Regions from separate parts of the Mus musculus genome. Here region 1 is linked to region 2. The links are chromatin contacts, called in public Hi-C maps. All regions are on one chromosome and are shown on one strand. The core of a region is the stretch at or near the end of the contact, and the rest is flanking DNA. Distances in the headings are between cores, read along the strand shown.

Region 1 (7,356 bases), core at 1,091-3,590, 97 kb after region 2:
TAATCCAACTTATCTCAATTTAGTTATCCATCATTGTCTCAAGGGGTGCGTGAGGCTCTCTTCCCTACTGCATAATTACTTCACAAAGGCAGCAAAATAGCCAGAACCCTTACAGGTCTCACTTTAGCCCAAACTCAAAACAGCTTCAAAGAGTTAATTAAGAAATTATCTTATATCATGGAGATGGGCCGTGCACAATATGCAGATCTGAAGGTCACAGGTGCTCTGCCACACCTTGCCTCTGCTGTGTGACTGCTGTCTGCTCTCTCTGCCTCTTTCTCTTTTGATAACCAGGAAAGGGTGAAGGTATCCTGCCTTCACAAAGTCAGCTCCACCTTGCAAGGACTCACACCTTCTGTGCACGCTCTGACCAGGCAAGTGAAAGTCCATGGAAACACTGCCATTGGGATCCGGGACTGAGGCGCCAGGCATGAGAAGCCTGCCTGTGGCCTCAGGCACTAAGCTTGTCCTCTCTTCCTGAATAGCGTTCTGTCTATAATGTTATCATCTTGGATAACACTTCGTTAGTGCAATAAACGTGTCCCGAGTGGCAAGGCTCGATTGCTCAGCCTGCTCCATGCTAAGCAAGACAGTCAGAATTTGATCCTTGAACTCCCACAAGTTGTCCTCCGACCTCCACAGTGCCATGCACCCTACACACATAATAAATAAATGTCTGAAATGCCTCGAGTCCCTATGGATTTTTTTTTTTTAAGTTTTATTCTGAAAGTAGTGCAAAGTCCAAAGTTAGAGCATGAACATTCCTTGTAAGGTCATGATGTGTCAGAATTCGAAGTAAGAGGATCAGAAGAGGGTTGGAGATGCAGGTGACAGAGGGTGGGTTTCAAACACAATAGGCTTTCCCTTGCCTTCTAAACCACTGTACTGTTTGGGTCTGGCGCCCTCCAGTGGCACTCAGAGTCCTAGAGCCGAGACTCATATATCCCTTCTTAAACCCTGTTTTCAGTAGGAGGAATTCAGTTCTTGTAAGTTTATCCTGATGAAGGAAGCGATAATGAGGGTTTCCGAAGTGTCAATTGTTTAATCCTGTACATATTCTAAAAATCTGCCGAAAAGATTAAACCTGGCTCGCCTCTGGTCGCCATTTCTGCTAACAATCTCAAGCTAATTCATCCCAGGAAAGGACAGGGTGAGTAAAATCCTGCATTTGCTGTGGACCCAGCACAAACCTCCTAGCAAGTGCAATGGCCTGCTTTCTCAGTCACCAGGTGTCATTGCTAGGACACCTCACAGGGGAAACCCACTTGTGAATCACTGAGGTGGCTGAACCTTGCAGAAGACTTGAATTCGAGTTCATGTTCAAGGAGGTCCAGGACACATCCTTTGGATGTCCCCTGTGCTATTAATTAACATTAAAGCGATATTAATGAGGTTGCCTTCTGTCTCCTCCTGTGACAGTCAAAGTGGAGAAAGCTTCAATGTGAAAGAAAGGAGAGGGGGGAAGATGCTGGAGTGGGGACTACGTTGCTTATAATAGATTTGGTGTATACATTAATGATGTCAATATATAGAGTGATCTGGAGTCTTCCTACACCCAGATATCTCACTCCCCCAATGTAACTCTGGCTAGCCATTATCATTTTACTAGGAAATAGGATACAGACGTTGGTCGGAAGTCATTCTTGAGCATGATCTTGTGCTCGAAATGAATAGAAAGAGCAAGATAGCATCTTCAAAGCTTTTGGCGTCCTGAGTCCCAGGAGACTTGCAGACCAGCATAGGGGGTTGCTGGCTGCTTACCTGTGAGGAACCGAGAGCCCCCACCGCGCGAACTTACCACCGGTTTCCAGCCAGCTGGACCCAGAGAATGGGGGAGGCTGCGGGTCTTCCGGGCTCCCAGACGCTGCAGCTGCGAGTCCCAGGGCGCACGCAGGTGTCTGCTAGGGGGAAAAAAAAAACGAGGACACCTCAGTGAAAATGCGGGCACTGCAGAGCTCAGCCAAGGGCGGAATGCACTTGCAGCCATCAGACTCTGCTGGTCCTAGCGCCAGGACTCACCTGCTCACTGACCTGCGCCAGCAGCAGCACCCAGAGCGCAGCACAACCTCGGGACTCCATGGCCCCGGTGCCCGAGGGCTCACAGGACTCAGCTCAGCAGTCTAGACTGGGTCACTGGATAGTCCCGGTGTTAGCAGTATGCTAGGGTGCAAAGGACCGACCCGGCAAAATCGCAGGGTTTCCAGGCAGCGATTCCACCATGCACATCAGAGTTATCACTGCAGCTTCGTTCGGCACCGGGAGGTGGAGTGGCAGTGGTGGCGGGGGGCGGCAAAGCACCCGCAGCAACCAAGGGACAGCAGGGAGGAGGGTAGAGAAGGAGAGGGCAGGACTAGGGAGGGCAAAGGAGAGGAGAGGGGAGGGGATAGAGGAGGGAGTAAAGCAGGGAGGAGGGGTACCAGGAGGAGGAGGAGGATAAGGGAGGAGTGGCAGGGAGAGGAGATGAAGCAGACTCATGGTAAGTACTGGGCATCCTTCACGCCTATGACCCAGCAGGAAGGTGTTTTGTCCACCTACATGAGAACTTGGGGTAGAGACAAGGCCAGGACACAGTCATATCTAGCTGTTCACCCCTGTGCTTTTGTGGAAAACTGTCTTGGTGTGTTACTCCAAAGTCCTCTGCCACCTGCCACCGCTGCAGCTCTGTGGGACTTCTCACTTAAGGGCAAGATTGAGCTGCATAGAGACAGGCATCCAGCATTCATTGTTCTCTAGTCCATCCCCTGGTTACAGACCCTCTGGCCTTCCCTTCTAGTGGGAGATGTATAGGGAGGAATGTATCTGCTTATGAATGAATGTGAGTCCTTAGTTGCCTGGGGCACGTGAAGAAAAGGGGTGAATGGAGGCGGGGCGGGGCAGGGCAGGGCAGGGTAGGGCAGGCTATGAGGAAGCTGGGTTTCTTTCTCACGCCTCTAATTTTTCATTGGACAGCAGTGGCCAATTTCAGATTCACTTTAGACTCTGGCTGACCTGCTGGGAGAGCAGGTGTGAGGCCACTGGGTTCCCAGAGCATCCTAGTAGGAAGTCTAGGAGCCCCAGCCTAGACCAGACCAGGTCTATCCAAGACAACCAGCGAATGCCCTCTCTCCAGCCCTGCGTCCTGGTCCATCATGACCTGAGTATGTGTTTGAGTATGAGCGTCTTTTGTGACCATCAGTGACTGAGAGTGTCTGCTGCAGGGTGGGTACAGATACAGACAGCACTGAGCGCACGGGTAGATGTTTCTACACGCGGGACTGCCAATGACTGTCCATCCCAGCAGCTGCACTCCACTTCCTTCTGCCGGTTGGTCTCACATCTCAGGCTCCCTCCAGCTGCCATTCTAGGGTCCCTCATTTGCAGTCACACTGACCTTGCCTGGTTTGCAAGGCTGAGAAGGGGGATGGCATGTGGAGCAGTGGCTGCAGTTTTCAGGGTGCTCACTCCAGCCTACACTGAGCTGAGATGCCCCAGAGTGGCTCTTTATAAGCCTGAATGAAGTGTCATACATCTCAGAAAGGACAGGGCGGAATCAAGATGAACTGATCTGTGTATGCATATCCCTCTCTCTCTCTCTCTGCTCCCTCCCTTTCTCTCTCAGTCGTTCATATGAAAAATATTGTCAAAGAGTACAGTTTTGTTGACTTACTGTTTCATTCTTTTATAATTCCACGCACCTACACTATGTTCTTTTATTAAAGCCTCCCATTATCTCCTGTTAAGTCCCCTCTATTCCACCTGGTCTCTCTTGTTCTATTGTTCCCAAGTGTGTCTGTCTGTCTGTCTGTCTGTCTGTCTGTCTCTCTCTGTGTGTATGTGTCTGTGTATGCACACATGAGAGAGGTGGGAGGAGAGCAGAGAGAAAGAGAGTGTGTGTGTGTGCATGTCTTAGTTAGGGTTTTACTGCTGTGAACAGACACCATGCATGACCAAGGCAACTCTTATAAGGACAACATTTAATTGAGGCTGGCTTACAGGTTCAGAGGTTCAGTCCATTATCCTCAAGGTGGAAGCATGGCAACATCCAGGCAGGCATAGTGCAGGAGGAGCTGAGGAGTCTTCATCTGAAGGCTGCTAGGATAATACTGGCTTCCAGACAGCTAGAATGAGGGTCTTAAAGCCCACACCCACAGTGACACACCTACTCCAAGAAGGCCACATCTTCTAATAGTGCCACTCCTTGGGCCTATAATATCCAACCATCAGAGAGGGGAGAGGGAGAGGGAAAGGGAGAGGGAGAGGGAGAGGGAGAGGGAGAGGTAGAGGGAGAGGGAGAGGGAGAGGGAGAGGGAGCGAGGGAGCGAGGGAGCGAGGGAGAGAGGGAGCGAGGGAGAGAGGGAGAGATGGAGAGAGGGAGAGAGGGAGAGAGGGAGAGAGGGAGAGAGGGAGAGAGGGAGAGAGGGAGAGAGGGAGAGAGGAAGAGAGAACTGAATTAGGGCTTCCTGAATGAAGATGAAGATTAGCTACTGAGACATGGGCAATGTACCAGTGGCTATGTCACTAAGAAAGATGGCTTTCTCACTCCTATGACCTTTAGCTATCTGTAGTCCCTACAGGAGGGGAGGGACTGATAAGGCTTGTCTGCAATGGAACTTTGATGAAGCCAGTCTTATGAAGGTTTCATGAAAGCAGTCATGGATGCTGAATTCACCATACCTATCTGCCAGGCAAGAATTATCCACCAGTCCACTAGTGGTGTGACTGCTACAGGTATAGTCATGTGTTTTCTTGTTGGATTTGAGGCCCACTACACCCGAGGAAATCATACTTGATACTATCTGATCAAAGCTCAGCTGGGGATGTCAGAAACCCGAGGAAAAAAATCTACGACTGCTAAATAGTGTCAAACGGACTTCTAAGTTTTTATGTTTACACTCATTGTCTTAGGGTTTCTGTTGCTGTGATAAGACACTACAAGGAAAATAAATCAACGTGGAGAACAAAGGGTTTATTTCACCTCACAGCTTGTATTACAAGATCCAGGGAAATCAGGGCAGGAACCTGGAGATAGGAGTTGGTGCAGAAGGCAAAGAGGAATGCTGCCCTATTGAATTATTCTTCCTAGCTTGGTCAACTTGCCTTCTTACAGTAAGCAGGACTGTCAGCCAGAAGTGGCGGTGCCTACAGAGCTGGTCCTTCTCATGTTTATTACCAATCATGAAAATGTATCTCAGGCTTGCCCATAAGCCAATCTGTAGAGGCATTTTCTCGGTTGAGATTCCCTCTTCCCAGGTGAGTCCCATTTGTATCAAGTTGAGCTATAACCAGCAACTATAAAATAGTGTGGCTCTTAGCCTTAGTCACAAAAACGTACATTGTAGCTTTTATGCAAAGGTCTGAATTTGAGACTGGCCTTAAAACACCTGTATCCTCTCTGCCTCCTCCTTTCTAGCTTACTCCTCAGAGTCCATGCTCTCAGCCATGGGCTGGGAAGGACCAAGGTGGGCAGCACCCCATGGTCTCCAAAATGCCCCCTAGAAAGAGAGGGGCTTCTTTTGGATGGGTGCAGAGCCTCATGTGTTTGGTAAGTGGAGGTTCTAAGTATCCCAGTCCTGGCCAGGGTGACATGAAGGGAGCCAGACTGTACTGTGGAGATGCCTGGGGCTTTCTTTCACAAGTTCCAACACTCACAAAGGACAGATGGCTGAAATTATACATTCACTCTTACAATGTAACCTAGCACAGTCTTAATGAGACTTTTTCCACTGTGAAGAGGCAATGCTCTTTACTAGGGCAGACTCTTTCCATTTCTCTTTGCCTGTGCAGGGAATCCAGTCTTCACGCTAGAACCAGGCCCTTGGGACAGCACATGGGCTGACTGAGACTGAGAAAAGCAGAAGGTCAGAGATCGAAAACACCCCTCGCAACCCTCGGGAGGAGCCACAGGAAAGGATGGGGAAGAAGTAAATAATAGAATATGGTCCTCCTGAAATGGGTGAGTGGAATTGAATGCCCACACTATGTGGGGTTTCTCCTTACAATACTGGTGTCTGGTCTTCCGAATGTATAGAGAGAACATAAACTCTAAATCAGAATGTGAATTTCTCGAATATAAAAAATGTCCGAAGTAAGGGCCCCGTCTTCACCTTGCAGCTTCACGAGAACCAGCACTGCACACACAGAGGTCTGTGCTCAGGAACGTGTTCTGTTACCTTTGTTTAGCAGCAGGTTAGACTGCTATAGCCTGGACAGAATCTGCCTTGCTGCCTGGTGTTGTGCATACAGGTGTTTTGGAACTTAGCCTGTTGGCTTACAAATTGTCTATGACTGCAGTTAACTCCAGTGGCCCGTGAAGGCCAGCCAGCGTACTGTTGGTTCTTTGTGGAGGAACTCTGTGGACACATTGCTTCTTCTAATTAGGGGGCTGCATTGTCTCCTCTTGACAGCAGGGGCTCATTAAGAAGTCCTTGTGATAGACTGGTGGAGTACCTCGGAGGTAGACACTTGCCTAGCATGAGGGATGCCATAGTTCCATTCTTAGCAGTACAGGAGGAAGAAAGTCATTTGAGAGAGTGAAAAAGAGAAAACAGAAGTGCTTGGTCGAAAATCTGGGATAAAGAAGCTGCAAAGTGGCCAAGTGCTGACCACTCGGTCTTGCTGCTTACCCTTTTCCAAACTGGAGAAGCAGATCCCCCCCACCCCCCCGCAAGTAGCATTTTAGGTAAGAACTTAACGTTGTCATTAGGCTTTTGTGAAGCACATACGCTTTGACCCCAAGCTATGCAAGCTGACATATACACATTACCTGGAAAGCAAAACTGCCACTCACACAACGGCATTGACAGAGGTGTGTGTGTGTGAGTGAGTGTGTACACTACGAGGACAGTTTAGTCTGCACTGTGACACCCAGTCTACTCTGCACAGAAGTCAGTCAAACAGCCAGGATCGCAATGGTCACAGATGGTCAAAGGGAAGACTAAGGACAGGTCCTGATGACAAGCACTTGCAGTTCATGTTCTATTCTGAACAGTTTGGGTCAGTACTTAGCACTCCATGCAGACTGTAAGAGCGCAGTGCCACTGGCGCAGAGACAGGATCTTGCCCTTTGCGGTTTGGAGAGCTGAGAAGCATCAGGCTCTTCCTCACAAGTCACAGGTGAGCAGCTGTCCCACAGAGAAGGCAGAACAGTTCAGGTTACCACACCTGACACTACTAACTCCATCTGTCCCATGGAAAGGTTGTACCAAGTCGACTTCAGGACATTTCTACCTCAGCCTCATCTTTGACCCCACTAGAGGGTGCTTTCTAAACCTGGAAATAGAATTTCCCCTCCATCATGAAAATTAAGCATAGTAAGAAGAAATACAAGTATTTTTATGAAAGAAATCAAAATTTTCAGTCTGGGGAAAAATAAGGGCT
Region 2 (7,140 bases), core at 3,260-5,759:
ATCCTTGTCGATGGATGGATGTGCTGGCTGGAGAAGGAAGATGGAATGGAGGTGGGTCCAAGTGCAGCCCAGTGATGCCCTGCTAGGTTGGAGCTTAGCCCGACTGTGTCTGCACAACCTTGGGTAGGAGGGCTTCACGGCCATGATGCTCAGCTGGTACAAGTGGGACCAAGAGGATCCACACTGCAGTTGGGGCTTTTGCCTATTAAGCCATCTTCTTGGATGAGTTTGGAACTCTTTTGACAGTCCTAAGGCTAAGGTGGTAAATCTGAAAGGAAAGGAAGCTGATGGCATTTCCTGGAATAAATAGGGAAACTTCCTTGAAGAAAAAGGGAAGCACCACACTGAGCTGCTGATAGTCACATCTAACTCCATAACATTTTCAACCTCAGCTGTATCACACTGCTTGGATTCAGTTTTGCCTGGAGGAGCCGTAGGCTGTTTTACTCCTGAAAAGATTCCATGACGCTGTGAAGCAGGCTGTAAAAGGCCAGTGATGTAAATTTTGAAACACATAAAAAGGAAATACACAAGGGGTCGAGAAACTGATCCCGTGTCAACTGTGGGAACATATCAAGTTCTCGGTATTAGCAAGATGAGTGCTTTTTATCACATGCTAAACAAATAAATGGCACATCCTTCTGGCGAGGGACGGTTGTCTGCTGCCGTAGTGTGACGGCTCTGCGTCTGAGTCCTCTTGGCTGCTCTCTGGCCACCTCTGTGAGCTTTCATGTGTTTTTTTTTTTTTTTTAATGTTTTCCCATTTCTTACATTCACTCTCAGCCCTGCAGCCTTATAAATGGTAATTGGTGTCCACGCTGGGGCTGTGAAAGGCATCTTGGCTGCTCACGGGCTTTCCGCACCTCCTCCCTAAGTCTCCTGTCTCCACCATCTTAAGCCACTCCAACCCGGTTGATCTGTTCTCTGCCCTTCTCCCCTAACTGCAGGTCATTAAGAAAAGCCTTCTGCACAGAGATCGTGCAGATTGTGTCAGCAAGTGCCAAGTGTCTGCTTTGCTTCACAGGGGCGGCTCAGGGGAAATGCCTTCATTCCAGCTTAGGAGTGAGCTGCAATCCTTCTTGCTCCTCTGCTGACCAAGGGAGGGTTCCCAGAGCAGAGCTGACTAGGGACTAGCAGTGACTGCTTTGTTTAATTTGCCTGTCTTTACTGGTGAAAACCAGGAATCTACCCTTCCTCAGCCAGTCAGAGTTCCCAGGCGGGAATGTTGCATCCAGCCTTCACTCTGGGGTCTTCTTTATGGGGCCTCTGTGTGAGGATCTCACCACTGCCGTGAGCTATAGAGAGTGTTGCTGCTTTCTCTCAGAGTGTACGTTGTATTTCCTGGGATCGTTTGCTTTACAGTAAGTATCTGTACTGATCAACAGCTACTAATGTTTGGGTACAGAATGTCCCGAAAGGCCAGAATGTTGAAGACTTGGTACCAGCCCTCGGTGCCTTTTCAATGGGGAGGGAATGTTAAGAGGTGGAGCCTGATGACAGGAAGTGAGGTCACTAGAGCATGCCCTTGAAAGTGATGCTGGGAGTCCAGGTCTTCCAGTCTCTCATCTGCTTCCAGGCCCCTATGAGGTAACAGCATTCTCACTTTCCTGTTCCTGCTATGTTGTCCTGCTTCCCCACAAGCTCAGGTACCAGGGAAGCCAGCTATGGAAACCTCTGGAAATGTGAGCCAAAATTAACTCCTCCCCCTTTTCTGCTGATTCATCACCGGCATTTGTTACAGAAGCAGAGCACGGACCGACACACCTGCTATTTGATGTTTCTCAGTTAAATACTCCCCCACCCATTTATAAAGATAAAAATAATACGTGACTCTGTTGTCTATTGGCTCAGTTGAAGCTTCGAGGTCCAGCATTCCGTTCTGTTTTCTAGATTAACCGTCAGTGGATGCTTTTGGGTGCGGTAAGCATAGAGAATAATGACCACACAAATCCAAGTCACAGCACACCTGTAAGAAGCTGTGAGGAGAGTTGGGTACACATAACTGGACCTTATCTGAGAGATGGGGGACATGGAGGCTCCAGCCTGAGCATTTACCACCAGGTGAGTCTTTCACATTCCTGTGTCTATAACTCCTCTTTCACAGATAACAGCATCTGTCAGCACACTCGGGTCCCTCATTAAACCACCTTCTTCACATCTGTAAATGAGCCCTGATGAACTTGGTGACACCTCCCATCCAGTGCACATGCACGCTCAGCATGTAGCAGATGTATGTCTCCAGCTGCTTCTGCAGTGGGAGAGAATGGGTGCTAGCCAAGCTCTGAAGCCACAAGAAGCCCCAACTTCATATGTGTAAGTCATTTGGGATCCACTGCCCTTTCTAAGCGAAATGTTTTAAGTACAACAATTCACATCCAGCAGCAGACACAGGCACTATGAGGAAGATACCCTTTCCATGGGAAGTGGGGAGAATAAGTTAATTTAGAGCATAGTAGGCTATACCATGGCTGGGGTCAATGGACGAAGGGTGGGGGAGAAGACAGATGCCAGACGACCTATAGATCTTTTTTCTTATCAGGTGATGAGAATTTAGGAATTAGTCTCTGCCAAAGGGCATCTTGTCATCATCCACTGCTCTGTGGAAGCCAGTGGGCCTGCGAGGTAACCAGATGCACACGGGAGCAGTGGAGCCATATACATAGGCTTGGCAGACCCTCACAGTCTTTAGGCATGTGCTGATCTCTTGAAAAACAAACACAGAATCTCCAGGTCCTTCTAACATGTAGCAAGCAGCGAAGGCTCAGAAATCATGGTGCAATATAGCTGCTGCACTGTCTCCTACCTTCTTCCCTAAAGGTAGTTTACACAGAAGGCAGACATATACTGACCAGAAGGCCAGGACCTTCTCTGTTTTCAGTGTTGCGTCTTTGTAGGACTTCATGCAGTGTCTATCTCTGCTATCTAGGTCAGAACAGAAAGCCCAGCCCTGACAACCGTCTGGCATGGGGCAAGGGCTGGTGCCAGGCCCTCTCCAGAACCTTGCGGATTGGCACTTTATAGTTACTTCATTTTCTTTAGCCTCAAAGATCTGGACCACTTCTTTTTCCTTTGTAGAGCTGAAGGGGAGATTTATAATGAGCCAGACCCAGATCCAGGATTGTTTTCATGTCGAGATGCGGGATTTCTCTGCTGAAGCGTGCAAAGCCAGACATCAAAAGCTTGTTCCAAAGGAGCCATTGTGGCATTAATTTTATAAACTGCGAGGAGCCAAAGGCCTGTAAAGGTTCACTTATCAGAAGCCAAAATGCTATTTTTGCCAGGTTTTCTTCTCTTACTGCCCTGCTATTGCATATTGTCTTGCAAACAATCAGGAAGACCATGAAGCTTCGTCTACACGAGTGAAGACAAGAGAGAATTCTGGGAGACAGACCTCCACGCTCTAAATGGTCTCAGTTCATCCCGGTTCCAACAAAAGCATTCATCTGTGAGACTCCTCCCTGCGGACACTTGGCTGTACCAGTAAGCTTCTCACGATGCCTCTTAGAGAGACCAAACAGTTCCTGAATGAAGGTGGAGCCATGGCTCCTGGGGAATCTGCCCTTCCGGTCGTTCCACCGGGAATGGGAAGAGAAGAGTGTGCCTTTGAGCCTGGAAGCACAGCAGTAGTGACTCCCATTGACCAGCCTTGTCTCTGAGAAAGCAGCCAGCGAGTGATTGAGATGGAGGCAGGAGTGAGAAGAGTTCTTAGTCCCGGGTTCTGTTCCTAGACAGCACAGAGGCCCACACTTGCCCTTGTTCTGTTGGAAACAGCAGGGGTTTCAATGTCTAAATTCCAAAAGCTCTATCTGGCCTCCTGCAGAGAAGGAAGCTGCTCCTTAGGCACCTGGGTCTGCAAGGTCCTTTGCTTAGGGTTTTCTGCAGGAACCCAGCTACCACCTCATGTGCTTTAGGGGCAGGCTGCAAGCCTCCTGGTGTTGAAGCAATGCCATCTGGGAAGTTAGCAGAGATTGTCTCCAATAGCTTATTCCTCCAAGCCTTCCAGTCAATTCACCTAAGGAAGTGGGGGACCTTCTTGCCCATGGAGGACAAAGGTAGGAAGGAGTCTGTTTGTTCTGTGCTTGGACAAGTCAGGCTGAGACAATGGGGAAACTCACAGCTGAGAACTAGCCCAGGTTGCTTAAACTGTACTTACACCACCCCGTGAGCAAAGCACATGAGCACTTTCTCACTGGCAGGCTCCCACTGGGCTCTCTGCAGTTCCCCTCTCAGTGGAGAGTCACTCAGATGGGGCTCTGTGTATCTGCTGCATTCTTCTTGAGACATCAGTCTTGTGGCCTGGGTGGTCTCCTCTCTGCCCCTGAGCTCAGGTCAGCTTCACTAGAAGCTGGTGTGCGCACACTCACACCAAACTGAGACTTCCACTCCTTGGCACCCTTCACCTCCTGAGGGAGCTCTGTGGCCTTGCCCACCACTGAAGCACCATCTCAGAGGTGCCAAGCATGCCCTTGGATGCTCACAGCCTTTTTCTGCCACTGATGTCTTTTGGGTTTCACCCACCCTGCCGCGTCAGCCTTTAAAACCTGTTTATGCCAGCTGAGCTTGTCACTGGAACTGTGTAATGTAATTAGGTTTGGCGTAACTTTGTGAAACATGAGCCTGAAAAAAAAATGAGGCTTGTTTCTAAGAAAATGAAGTCGAGTCTTGGGATGACTGAGTCAAGACCAGTCATCAAGTGGGACTGCTGTCAAGTTAGGTGTGGCTGAGGAAAAAGTAAAACAAGGAGAAAAATAAAAGAAAGCTGAAGCGATTTTGCAGAAAATGAGTAGAGGGACTCCACCCTTCTTTCAGAAACTCAAACTGAAACCAGGTGCTCTGAGCTTGTAGGTGGGTCCTTATCCATCAAAAGGGTTGGGCCCTTCATGAACAGAATGAGGAAATGGCTCACAGTTATTGATGTCAAGTGAAAGCAAATATTCAGGCCATCTGGGTATTTTGTAAATTGGTCAATTTTAAAAATCAGTGGGTACCCAGATCTTATCTCAATGACTCATGACCCAGCCTGCAGAACCTCTGTTCATACAGGAGCTAGTATACAGCAGGAACTGCTGAACCATGAACTGCTCTTCTCATAGCGATATCATCCTGCACTTCACCCTACCTGGGCCTCTGTTCCTTAGCCCTATACCCCATGTGGTTCACAGGATTCAGTAAACCCAGTGGGCTCTCAACTTAACCCACAAGCAAGGAGAGAGAAGTATGGTTCCTACTGCATTGCTTAGATGTATGTGTTTGAAAACCCCTCAGAAGGGCATTAAAAGCATGATCAATCAATATGGATTACTTTAAAGCAAATAATAATAATAATAATAATAATAACTACAGGGACACAAACACTTTTTGTACAGCCTCTCAGTGATTTCCTGTCACAGGTTAATATGAAGTGGTAAAGAGACCACAATGTCGAGATTCTGCAGGAATATTGAGTCTATCAATGTTATAAATTTTAAAATTCTGCAAATGAGAGGAAAGGGAGGAAGAACAAATGAGGATAGCTACAGGAAACCAGGTGCATTAGCGCATCTCTAAAGAGGAGGAAGCAATTCACTGAATGAGAAATACCAGAAAGGTCTACAAAAGAAGTGACCTACATCTCTGCTGCAACGATGCCTTGGGGCTCGTCAAGGTAAGTCAGCGCGGGAGAGAACCTCCTGTGAGTGGCTCTGCCAAATCCGGTGCTTCATATAAAAAATGTAACCGAGTGCTAGAACAGCGCCCAGGAGAAGCTGCTTGGGTCCACTGAGTCCAGAAATGGGAACACTGGGTCTTTGGGTTGCTTTTAGACAGCGCCTTTTGATGTCCTGTGCATGTCCACACCTTTAGGTCATGGGCTCCAATAGACATCTTATTCACTGTCCAGGGAATGTCCTCCTTACAGTATTTAGAGAAAAATGAGCTACACAGACATGAACTTGCACTCGACCTTGGTGGGACAACCTCACAGCGAAGACACTTTGTTCTCTGGGAAGCTTTCCTGTCCTAGGAAGTGCCATGTTTCTAGCTGAGAAGGGAGACATGCCACCCAAGCTGTTCAGGCAATGAACCTGCTAATCAACACATCATCTACACCACCCTGAGATTGTGCTTAGTGGCCTAGCGTCCGACACAGGCGCCATGCTTTCTATGAAGACAGTCTCGCTAGGGGATGCAGTCACCTGGCCTGGGAGAGGCAAATGTCCTACCAAAGGGTCTGGTGGTAAAAGGCTTAGGTTAGTGATCCCTTTGAGAAGCAGAGGCTTTCCTCCTTCAGTCCTTACAGACATAACTGTAACCATATATATGCAGATTTGGTGGCAGCTGCACCAGACCCATCTGAGGAGATGTTGCTTTCCTATGAGCCTCTTCCTTTTACCACATAGATGTAAGCACGGCGGTGTGATGATGTCACTCCCTCTGGTGCAGGGTTTTCTGACAGTCTACTTTGTGGTTTCTTGGATGTTCATATCTGTGTAAATATGTAGACGGGATCTTCCCCAGGGTCTTGCGTACATTTCAAGTGCTATGAATCTAGTGCATCTGGATTGTGGGAGCCTGGAGCACAGCTGCTCAGTCCCTGAGGCTTGGGAACATGGCCAGTGGGAATACTTCAAGGACTTAACACAGCAGGCTCGAGTTAGGCTCCTTCTCAAGTTCCACGTTAGAGCAACGGCGACCCGACCGAGAAACCACAAATCGCCTTCAATGCGATGAGTTTTCAGAGAGAAACCGAAGAAGCTGATTGGTCATGCTTATTCTCAGATTCAGTCCCCCAGCCTCCGACACACTGTGTGAAATCAGCCCATGCCCTCCCCAAGTCTTAGTCTCAGTCCACTGCATCAGAGGACACAGAGGGATAGCAAGTACATCCCAGTCACAGCACTAGCCCTCCTTCAGGGAGGTTAGCTTGCTAAGAAAAAAACCTGAGCATTATAGTTTCTTGTTTTATATAAAAGCTGAGAACTGTCAATCAGGTTAGACAGCAGGGGTGGAGATGAGTACTGGGAAGTGACAGGCATCCTCTCTGTCCTCCTCTTCCTCCTCCTCTTCATCTCCCTCCTTCTCCTCCCCTTCCTCCTTCTTCCCTTCCTCTTCCTCTTCCTCTTCCTCCTCCTCTTCCTCCTCCTTCTCTTCTTCCTCCTCCTC

The links. Hi-C and Micro-C count contacts between places; a contact is called where the count stands out from the background.
Region 1: a Hi-C map of the C2C12 cell line shows a contact between it and region 2, with 4 times the contacts expected there. The contact joins the promoter of Adamts16 here to the enhancer-like site in region 2. A contact is called at or near these places in 2 of 39 promoter capture datasets (both in the 3T3-L1 cell line), 1 of 15 datasets of contacts at CTCF or cohesin (the NIH/3T3 cell line), 9 of 484 Hi-C or Micro-C datasets (the C2C12 cell line, embryonic heart, embryonic stem cells and 4 more), 2 of 115 datasets of contacts at active chromatin or transcription factors (embryonic fibroblasts and embryonic stem cells) and 2 of 9 other capture datasets (adipose tissue and pancreatic islet).

The regions. Positions count from the first base shown.
Region 1 is chr13:70,839,471-70,846,826 of GRCm38.p6, forward strand. It overlaps Adamts16 (a disintegrin-like and metallopeptidase (reprolysin type) with thrombospondin type 1 motif, 16), which reads right to left and starts at 2,341. Exons shown (of 23, transcript NM_172053.3): 1 at 2,020-2,341; 2 at 1,799-1,901. The coding sequence starts at 2,079. Gm36529 (predicted gene, 36529) reads left to right here and starts at 980. Exons shown (of 4, transcript NR_167928.1): 1 at 980-1,150; 2 at 5,764-5,932.
Region 2 is chr13:70,740,007-70,747,146 of GRCm38.p6, forward strand. All of the region lies in intron 18 of Adamts16 (a disintegrin-like and metallopeptidase (reprolysin type) with thrombospondin type 1 motif, 16), which reads right to left. Among named protein-coding and RNA genes, the nearest start is that of Gm36607, 37 kb to the left of the region's middle. Within about 2 kb of position 4,510, at least 18 of the 459 cell types and tissues checked have an H3K27ac peak or open chromatin away from gene starts, as enhancers often do. A contact at or near this core is called in the C2C12 cell line and embryonic fibroblasts, where this site is marked.